2 separate regions of the Mus musculus genome follow, and region 2 is linked to region 1. Evidence: chromatin contacts called from public promoter capture Hi-C data. All regions are on one chromosome and are shown on one strand. Each heading gives the region's core, a stretch centred on a gene start, on an enhancer-like site or on the middle of the called end of the contact. The rest is flanking DNA. Distances are from core to core; before and after follow the strand shown. Region 1 holds the start of Pnpt1 (polyribonucleotide nucleotidyltransferase 1). Region 2 holds the start of Rtn4 (reticulon 4).

The links. Promoter capture Hi-C pulls out the DNA fragments that hold promoters and counts their contacts.
Region 2: a contact with region 1 is called in a promoter capture Hi-C map of pre-B cells. The contact joins the promoter of Rtn4 here to the promoter of Pnpt1 in region 1. A contact is called at or near these places in 2 of 39 promoter capture datasets (cranial neural crest and pre-B cells), 2 of 115 datasets of contacts at active chromatin or transcription factors (extraembryonic endoderm stem cells and memory CD8 T cells) and 2 of 9 other capture datasets (adipose tissue and liver).

The regions. Positions count from the first base shown.
Region 1 is chr11:29,127,887-29,132,707 of GRCm38.p6, reverse strand. Pnpt1 (polyribonucleotide nucleotidyltransferase 1) reads right to left here and starts at 1,964. Exons shown (of 28, transcript NM_027869.2): 1 at 1,790-1,964. The coding sequence starts at 1,950.
Region 2 is chr11:29,690,416-29,695,236 of GRCm38.p6, reverse strand. Rtn4 (reticulon 4) reads right to left here and starts at 2,339. Exons shown (of 9, transcript NM_194054.3): 1 at 1,544-2,339. The coding sequence starts at 2,048.

The DNA of each region.
Region 1 (4,821 bases), core at 715-3,214:
CATCAAAAGCACAAGAGATTTAAGCGCAGCTTAAAGACAATGAGAACCAAGGCAAAAGATGCATCTGGAGAAGGAAGTATGGTAGGGAGAAAACGGAATTCCTAACTATTAACTCCCATCTTATGACTCAGCTCAGTCTCTTATCGTCCCTTGCTTTGTTGGCTGTATTAACCCAACACACAAACTGTTCTCTTCCCTATTAAAATAATTTTAAAATTTCTCTATTACTTTATGGAAAAAAATACAAACTTTTGAATATTGACTACAAAGACTTTCATGTTCTGATATATAACAGTGTTTTGTACGCTAAGTTAAAAATAATAAAGACTATCTTCTGATAAATAACATTTTGAATGCTTAAAAACTTAACAAAGATGTTGAGATGGTCACATACTTCATATAAAAATAAAAACTCAAAATAGACTCATATGTCCATCCATCTTGACCCAGTTCTGACCCTCAATCTTTAGCTGAGCTCTACCCTCTGGCTTGGCCCTATGGGCCTCCAGCTGCTCTCCAAATGGGACTACCAGCTGTAGTCTCTCAGTATGTGTCTTAGCTCTTTGCCTCTAGTCTAATAAGTCTTTCAAATCTTTGAACTATGCAGCATCTTTAATATGCACAGAAATATATAGAAATACACAAATATTATTAGTGTACAAAGTATAATGTGCAATCAGAGAGTTGGTATTAGTTAGCAATTGATGGTGGAATAAAAGCATGTTTGTCAACAACCAGATTATATCAAAGGAAATTTGAACGACCTGACAAATTGCGATATCAGAACTGAAACAGTATGTTATTCAATGAATTCTAATAATGCAGAAAGTCAGAAAGATTTTGGGGGGTAGGGAGTACATGTAATTTTGATTGTTCCAAGAAAGCTATTAAGTTTATGGTGTTTACATGTAATTTTGATTGTTCCAAGAAAGCTATTAAGTTTATGGTGTTTTGTTGTTGTTGTTTACTTTGTCTCATAACAATTTACTTTTCAATATTATATTGTATAAAATACCTCCAAATACATAGTGGACCCATAGCATAGCTAGCCTCTGGGGTTTGGAAGTAGGCATTTGGGAATAAATGGAAGAGTTCTGAAGTTTCTATATGCCAAACCATGTGAGTGAATGCCTACCTAAATACTCTATGAACATAAACAAGAAGATTGATAGAATGAACAAGCAGAACACAGTGATGGGAAGAGTAATCGGATGCCAAGGGAGGACACGGGGCAGCGGCCTGCCACAAAAAGTAGAGCTTTAGGGAAAAGCTTTAAAAAAACCTATTATTTAAAATATCCACATATACACCCCCGCCGTGTGTCTTGTTAACTGAGAAATTTGCCTTTTTGACCTTTTGTTGGATGGTAACTGTACTTTCACTACAGGTTTAACAGGACTATGTGCATCTTATAACTGGCATTCATCTCCGGCTCACACCGGCCATCAGTGGACCTGGGGCACGGAACGATAACGCATTACCTAGGGTTTCCTACTTCAGAGCTCGAGGTCTCGGAAAATAGAGAAAGGATGTCTGGGGCACAGGCAATAGGACTCAGGAAGTTCACCGCAGGGCTAGGAGGAAGATGAAGAGGCAAAAGGCAGCGGCCAGCTTGGGAAAGGGAGACAGACTTTAAATCCGGAAAAAGGAAATCTCGACCTTAGGTTTGGAGTAGAGAACTTAAGAGACTTAGGCTGCTTGATTCCTACCCTGGGGGGGATTTGACTTCTGGGGCTGAATGGACAAGACAGACGCCGCGTGAAAACCGCGAACTCACACCGTTTCTCACCTGTGTCCCAGGTCTACAGTCACCGCTCTGGATCCGGTGCTGCTCCACAACGCTCGCATCTGCAAATAGCTGAGTGCCCGATTCCGCCCGGGCCGGCCGAGGGGGCCGCAGCCCAGCGGTCGGAGGCACGGGCACAAGCAGCACAGCCTGCAGGCCGCCATGACACCCAGAGCGTGGAAGGCCTGGGCAGCGCCTCATTGGCCAGCACTCCTGTGGGCGGAGTCGGACGCAGTTTCGTTTCCGTGGAGCCTGCAAACTGCCGGGAAAGCAATCCTTGCAGGCTTTCTGTAATTGCCAGAGTCAAACCACCAGAATGCGTTTCTTTCAGTCAGCTTTTATTCCCCCACCCTTATCGGTGAAAAATAAGTACTACCTTAAAAAAAATGTATAGATTTAAAGAAAGCCCTTTAATACTTCCCGCGCCGTGTGTGTGTGTGTGTGTGTGTGTGTGTGTGTGTGTGTGTGTGCGCGCGCGCGCTAGTGTTATCACGGTTTGAAAGAAAGTCTTAGAACAATGTGTTTAATAAATGTAACAGTAAATAAATACTGAACAACTCACGATTATTTGGTTCTTACCTAAAGATCTAGGTTTGTGTCTATGGAAGGCCACCTGTAATTCCAACGTTCAGAGGCTGAGAATGAATCCATGAATCATCCTGGCTTGTTAGACTTGCCTGAGGGCTCCAGGTTCAGCAAGGGACCCTACCTCAAAAAATAAGTAGAGCGCTATCAAGCAAGACACCGTACTTTAACCTCTGGCTTCCACACATTCTTAACGTACACACACACACACACACACACACACACATATATATATATATATATATATATATACACACACGCGCACGCGCACACAGGCACACACGCCCAGTCACCTGCACACACTGGTGTATCCACACACATGCAAACTCGCACACACTTAGACACAAACATAACAAAGCAAAGCAAAACAAAACAAAACAAAAAACAAGAAAAAACTTTTTTTTTTGAGAACCCCTTGAATAATTTACCATTCATTCAGTTGTAAGTTTTGGAGAGGTATATTAAAATGGGAAGGAGTCTATGTTTCCTAATGTCACTCTAAAATAATTAGAATAGTAGTAATTTTGAGTCATAAATCAAAAGGAAATAAAAGCATTGATGTTATTCGACGCGTTCTCACGACCGGCCAGGAAGAACACCACAGACCAGAATCTTCTGCGGCAAAGCTTTATTCTTACATCTTCAGGAAAAGAGAGCAAGAAGCAAGAGAGAGAGAAAACGAAAACCCCGTCCCTCTTAAGGAGCATTCTCCTTCGCCTCGGACGTGTCACTCCTTGATTGGCTGCAGCCCATCGGCCGAGTTGACGTCACGGGGAAGGCAGAGCACAAGTAGTCATAAGATACCCTTGGCACATGCGCAGATTATTTGTTTACCACTTAGAACACAGGATGTCAGCGCCATCTTGTAACGGCGAATGTGGGGGCGGCTCCCAACATCTCCCCCTTTTTCTTTTAATAAGAGCAAATAGGCCACCCATATTAATGAGAGTGGAGATAGAGGTCAAATCCCCAGTGTGTAGGTAAAGGAGCCATGTACAGGATTAGCTCTTAGGCTTACAGGCTTTTACCCAGAGCAACCCTGACCTGCTCCCGTGTCGTTTTGCCTGGGGGAAGGGAACTAGGACACTGAACCTTCATGAAAGATGACATGTCTCCCTAGAATAGGCTCATATATGCCGCAGAGCCTTTCCATTGCAGTGCTTAGCCTTGCAACTCTCTCGGGCTGCTGAAGCACACTCACTCTATCCCGTGCAATGAGTCTAGCCTCATGGGATATAAGAGCTGAGTGGCCAGCGACCTATTGCCTAAGCATAGATAACCATATATCAGGGGGAGCTCCATGTTCTAGTCCTGCAAGCGCCTGGGCAATAACCACCTTGTCTCTCCTAGTTTAGGCCTTAAGCTTACAGACCAATCAAAGAAGCAACACTAATCCACAGCAAAGTGTATCTCCAAATAATATTAATCCCACCCATTTTTTAAAGAAAGAAAATGCTGAGGAGATCCAATTGGGTAATCCTTTGGTCAGGGACAGGTCCAAGCGCGTGGAGTTGACCTGAATGATGGCAAGCCTCGAAGGGTCTGTTCAAATTCAGCCATCCAATTCTGTAACATATACTGAAAAAGACTTTTTGACAAATTAGCTGCCCTAGTAAATTTAACATACTGAATGGAAATAACACACAATCCCGGAAACTTTTGTTCACATCCCTGCTGAGTTATTTGTCATAATACATCTAGTTGTATCTGGACAAGATCTATGAGTTGATTAACCAGCATGAGACCTCCCTGTATCTTGACATTAGCTGAGGCCTGTTCATCTATGACTGTAGTCACTGAGGCTGACAAAGTGTTAATGGTGTCAGTCATCTGGACCTGTCCAGACAGAGCCAAGGCTGTCTGAATTAAGGCCAAACCCAGTTCCCAGTTAGTGGTAAAAAAGCAGGAGAATACTTGAGCATTATACATCACCGTCATTGGGAGTGGAAATGTCGACATTATCCCCCAACGCTGCTCTCTCTTTATTATTGACGCCCTGGACATCACCAAGACGAGGGACATTAGTATTTCCTTGGTCAGTCTGGATTTTTCGGGTGAGTCTTTCTGGTATCCAAAATGGGTTGTTTTCATTCTGTGGGAAAACACAGATAGCTCCCCTGGATCTTATCAAGATAGGATCCGGGCCATACCATTTATTATCAAGGACATTTTTCCATTTAACCATCTCATTGGGCCTATCTGGCTCTGAACAATGACGTTCAGCCGCAGTATGGCCATGAACATCAATATTTAAAAAATTGAGTGTAAAGAGTGCCAAAGACACCGACACTCTTGGTGCTCGGGGTACAGTCTCCTCAAAAGTTCCCCTCTTCTGTTTTATAAGATAGGCTTTGAGGGTGCGATGCGCACGCTCAACAATACCCTGTCCTTGAGGGTTGTATGGAAGTCCAGTCAGGTGGGTTACGTCCATCTGACGGCAGAACTGCTGG
Region 2 (4,821 bases), core at 1,090-3,589, 560 kb before region 1:
CCATATTCAAAGGACAAAACTATTTATCTTGTTTCTATGAAAGTAGAAAAAATGAAAAGTATAGTTTGGCCAATCATTGTTTCCAGTTTAAAATTTTAATACTTTATTTTTTTCTACTTTAGTTTCCCTCAAAAAAAAGGAAAGGAAAATAAAAATGAAAAGACAAGGCAGTCTTCATCTAAATTCTTTACTGTAGGAGTTGTTTTTGAATAGTGCCTTTGGTGTGCCCATAATGAATTGTTACCCAGGATCACTTCTATTGATTCATTATCCCCATTATAAGAGAGTTAATTGTAATAAAAAAGATACTGCAAGCTCTGGGGTGATATTATTTCTCTAAAAAAATAAAACCTCCTAGATCTGGAATGTTGTGAAAATTTCCCAGCAGGCAGTTATACCATTTAATTTTTTACCTTACTTTACAAAAAGAAAAAAAAGGCTTTTTGCTAGCAAGACACTTTGTCCCAAAGTAATAAACTACTTAAGATGCATTCTCGTTCTTTACAAAATTTGATTTTTTTCCCTTTCCAAAATAAAAAGGGCAATAAAACAATATTCAATGCATTTTGTCAATGTAAATCATATACTTATAAAAACTTCTAACTAATATAGGAACATTTGCCCTAAAACATTTCATTATGTCTCAGGATAAATCTACCACAAGTTCAACTAATTCCTGACCAGGAATCCACAGGTTTGCCCCTTTTTAAGGTCAACCATTTTGCCTTTTCTCTACAAGTCAATCTCGATGCATTTAAAGGCTAAGAGATGCCATTAAATTTGGCAATTTCTTTTACAGCACAACTGAGGCCCTGGATAACTATGCCCCATCGGAACAAAATGCCCAGATCTCGTTTCTCAGGCTGGTGTAGGAATCACCACATTAAACACAAATGAACTGGGCGGTGGCAGAACTTCACCAAAAGTCTCTCCTTCCCTTTTCTCCTGGAACCACGCCACTGGAGGCGCTCGCTCCCCCTTCACCGCAGTTGGGTTACTGTATAGACGTTAGCAGCTCGGCCAGTTCCCCACCAATAAAGGGAGAAAGAAACAGGGGATTAGTGCAAGGGGATCCCCCGACGCCCGGCAGGAAGGAAGGCAGGCCCTAAAAAATAAAAAAACTGTAGAGTGGTCGACAAACGCCCATCCTTTAAATAAAGGGATTAGGGCACCACAGCCTTCCCATTCCCACCTCCAAGCCCAGCCCAGCCCAGCCCAGCCCAGCCCAGCCCAGCCCAGCCCAAGGAATCCACCATCCTAGTTCTTCAACACACTCCTAGCTGCTGATAGGCGAGAACTTCGTGCTGGAATGGGAACCAGCGACTTGGCAGCGGTGCACGTGCTCCCCGAAACCCCGACAAACAATGAAGGCACCCAGGCTTCCGAGGCCGCCCCACCCTTCTGCCCGCCTCCCGCCAGCGGGGGCGCCATCACCCTGCCACTCGTAGACAAAGCCCTAGGGTCCCGAGCAGCCCTGCCCGTCCCCTCCTCCCCCGGGCCAAGACACAAAAGAGGGAGGGGCGTAACGCGCAGCAGCACTCACCCACTGAGCCCGAGCCCCTGCGCTTGGGCGCGGCCGGCGTGGAAGGGGGCGCGGCGGGCTCCGCTAGGGGGCTCGCGCCGGCTGGCGCCGGAGGCCGCGCTGGAGGCTCGTCGTCCTCCGGGAGCTTGGAGGGCAGGACTGCGGCAGCGGGCGGCAGGGATGGCGCGGACGCCGCGGGGCTGCGTTCCCAGGACGGCTGCCTCTCAGGGGCGGTGGGGGGCGCGGCCGGCAGCGGCCCGCGGGGCGCGGGGGGCACCGAGTCGCTGCTGAAGTCCAGCAGCGGTGCGGCGGCGGGGGGCACCGGAGCCGCGGACAGCCCGGCTGCGGGCTTCCTCTCCAGCACCTCCAATTCCTCCAGGTCCTCGTCGTCCTCCTCCTCCTCCTCGTCTTCCTCGTCCTCCTCGTCCTCGGGCTCCGTCACGAACTGGTACTTGAAAGCGGGCGGGGGCCGGGGCGGGCTATCCGCGGACGAGGAGACCAGCGACGACTGGTCTATGTCTTCCATGGTCGGCGATGATGCTGCAGCTACTGCCGCCGCGGGCCACTTCTCCTCAGAGCCGCGGGCGGTTGTGGGGGTTGGGCAGGACTGGCAGAGGCCGGGCTGGCCGAACCAAGCCGAGGAACCCGCAAAGGCGACAGCTCCAGGAACAATAAGACTTCTCCTCCTGCCTCCGCGCTCGAGATGCGCCACCCGCCCTGTCCTCAGTTGCAGCAGCCGCCGCCGCCCAGATGAGCAACTGAGAGAGGAGGGCAGACTCTCCGCCCAGTTTGGCGTGACTCACCTTCCCGGCAGGGGAGGGCTGGCTGGCGCGGGGGACAGAGAGCCAATAGGCTGCGGGATAGAGAAGATGGATCACGGGGTTGTCCAATAGAAATAGGGTGCAGGCGGAGCCTGCCATACTTCCTTGGTGGCGTTCGGAGGGCGGGGTTTGGAGCTGGGATCCACCCCCACCTAGTGTAGTTGGGGAATGGGGCGGGGACTTGGCCTTGCCTACAGCGGGATTTTAGTCTACCAAAAGGGGGCGGGCTGCGGTCCCAGGATTTGGAGAGTTTTCCAAGAAGCCTGTGGAAGGGCGTTATCCTGGGGACCTAGGAGTGGAAAGTTTCCTCCCCGAAAAGGGAAAAAAAAAAAAAAAAGTGGAGAAAGGTACTAACAAGACTGAATTAGGTCTTACGGATTTTTTTAGATAAAAGACTTATTTTCAGACATGGTCCCAACGCATAACTACCACCACCTCAAAAGGAGAAAGAAAAACAAAACATTTATTTGACACTTTCAAGTTCCCTCCCTTTCTAGACTGCAGGCCTGGAATGAGGTAGGCAAAACAGCTGTGCTAGATTACCCGGAGCTCTGGGCTCACTGTTTAGAATGCTTTCGGCCTTGCATTCTGCTGGACTCTAAAAGTGCACGGAGAATGAGTCACCAGAAAGGGAGAAGGGGGAAGGAACGTTGAAATAGATGCCTTGGAAGGCAAAATTGGTTCACTATTTTTCACTCACCTCAGGCTGATGAGTCAACATCCCGGATGATTCAGGCTTCCTAGGAGTCGGGAAGCCCTACACTCACTGGTTTGATATGCTGGAATGGCATGTCTCCTGATGTGCGGTCCCCCCCACCCCCACCCCCCCAAAGCTACACTTTAAAGAAAACGGTAGCCAGGTGTGGTGGCACATGCCTTTAATCCCAGCACTTGGGATGCAGAGGCAGGTGGATTTCTGAGTTCGAGACCAGCCTGGTCTACAAAGTGAATTCTAGGACAGCCAAAGCTACACAGAGAAACCCTGTTTCAAAAAATCAAAAGAAAGAAAGAAAGAAAGAAAGAAAGAAAGAAAGAAAGAAAGAAAGAAAGAAAGAAAACGGTAGAACATAGAAAACTTTGCTTCAAGGTTTGCAGAGTCCCTTTATCTTTCTTATACACTTTTCAAAAATACTGGCTGCATGCCTACTCTGGAGAGAGGATTGCCTGCATTCCAATTGTTCAGTCTACATGTGCACTGTCTAGTACTGAAGCAACTGGCTGCTTTTAGCTCCTGAGCACTGAAATGAAGTGTGTTCTGTGAATAAAATACACACTACATTCCCAGAATTTATAAGAAATGTTATAATTTCTGTTTCACATTGGTTTTATGTTGGCATTGATAGTATTTTGGATATAGTGGGATGAGTACACTATATTATCAAGTTCACTTGTATTCTTTTTGAAGCAGCTTGTAGAAACTTTTAAATGCATGTTCTAATAACTAAGATATTTGATTGCCATGGATTTTGTTGGTTTTTAAGCAAATTTGTAGTCCCAACAAAGTAATATCACCCTAGATTTAGTTTAAGTTTTAAGAAAGAATTGGGTGGGGTGGATGTTGGTGAGGGTTGCTGGAGAAATGGCTTTAACAAGACCTGAGTTCTGTTCCCAGCATCCAAGCAGCTCATAATCACAGCATACACACTCACACACATCTTTTTTTAAAAAAAACTTTTAAAATGTAATGGGGCTAGAAAGATGGCTAGTTAAGAGAACTTACTGCTCTTGCAGTAAATAAACAGCCCAAGTTTGAGTCTAAGGACCTACATGGTGATTTCCAACTCTCCATAACTCCAGTTCCAGCAAATATGAAGCCCTCTATGACTTCCTCAGGAGCCAGGCACCTGCGTGGTGTCCCACATATACACCGCATAGCATTCATACACATTCTGGTCCTATTCATTCTGGAAGAAAAGAGACATTGAAAGAGACACCTAACTATCCCAGCCATAGTGATATTCTCTCAAAAAATGCGACTTCATCCTAGAGCCAATATACAATCATGAAAAATAATGTGTCACTGTTGTTTTAAACCACTGCCTTTTTAGGTGATTCATTACATAGCAAAAGTTTCTTGAACTAGTATCCATTCTGTGTTTGCATTTTATGCTTTATTGGTTTATACAATGCATTAGGTATGTACTCTATACCAGCACCAAACAAAGCAGGTGCAAAGTTTGTCTATACATTTTCAGGTAAAGGAAGGGTCACTACTCAGAAGAATAGGCAGTTCCAGTGCTATGGTATTAATACTATTGCAAAACACTTAATCACTACCTAAACTCATATGTGGAACAGGCTACATTTGCCTTCTATCATGTATGCCCTTTGAAAAAGTTAAAGGGCCAGAGATGGATATATATATATATGCATATATATTGGAATATGAAAGATGGGTTCCAACATAAAACCTGTTTCAAGAGCTTTCTGCCATAGCTCTTTCACCTACTGAAAAGGACTTGTCTTTTTTCAAGTGCA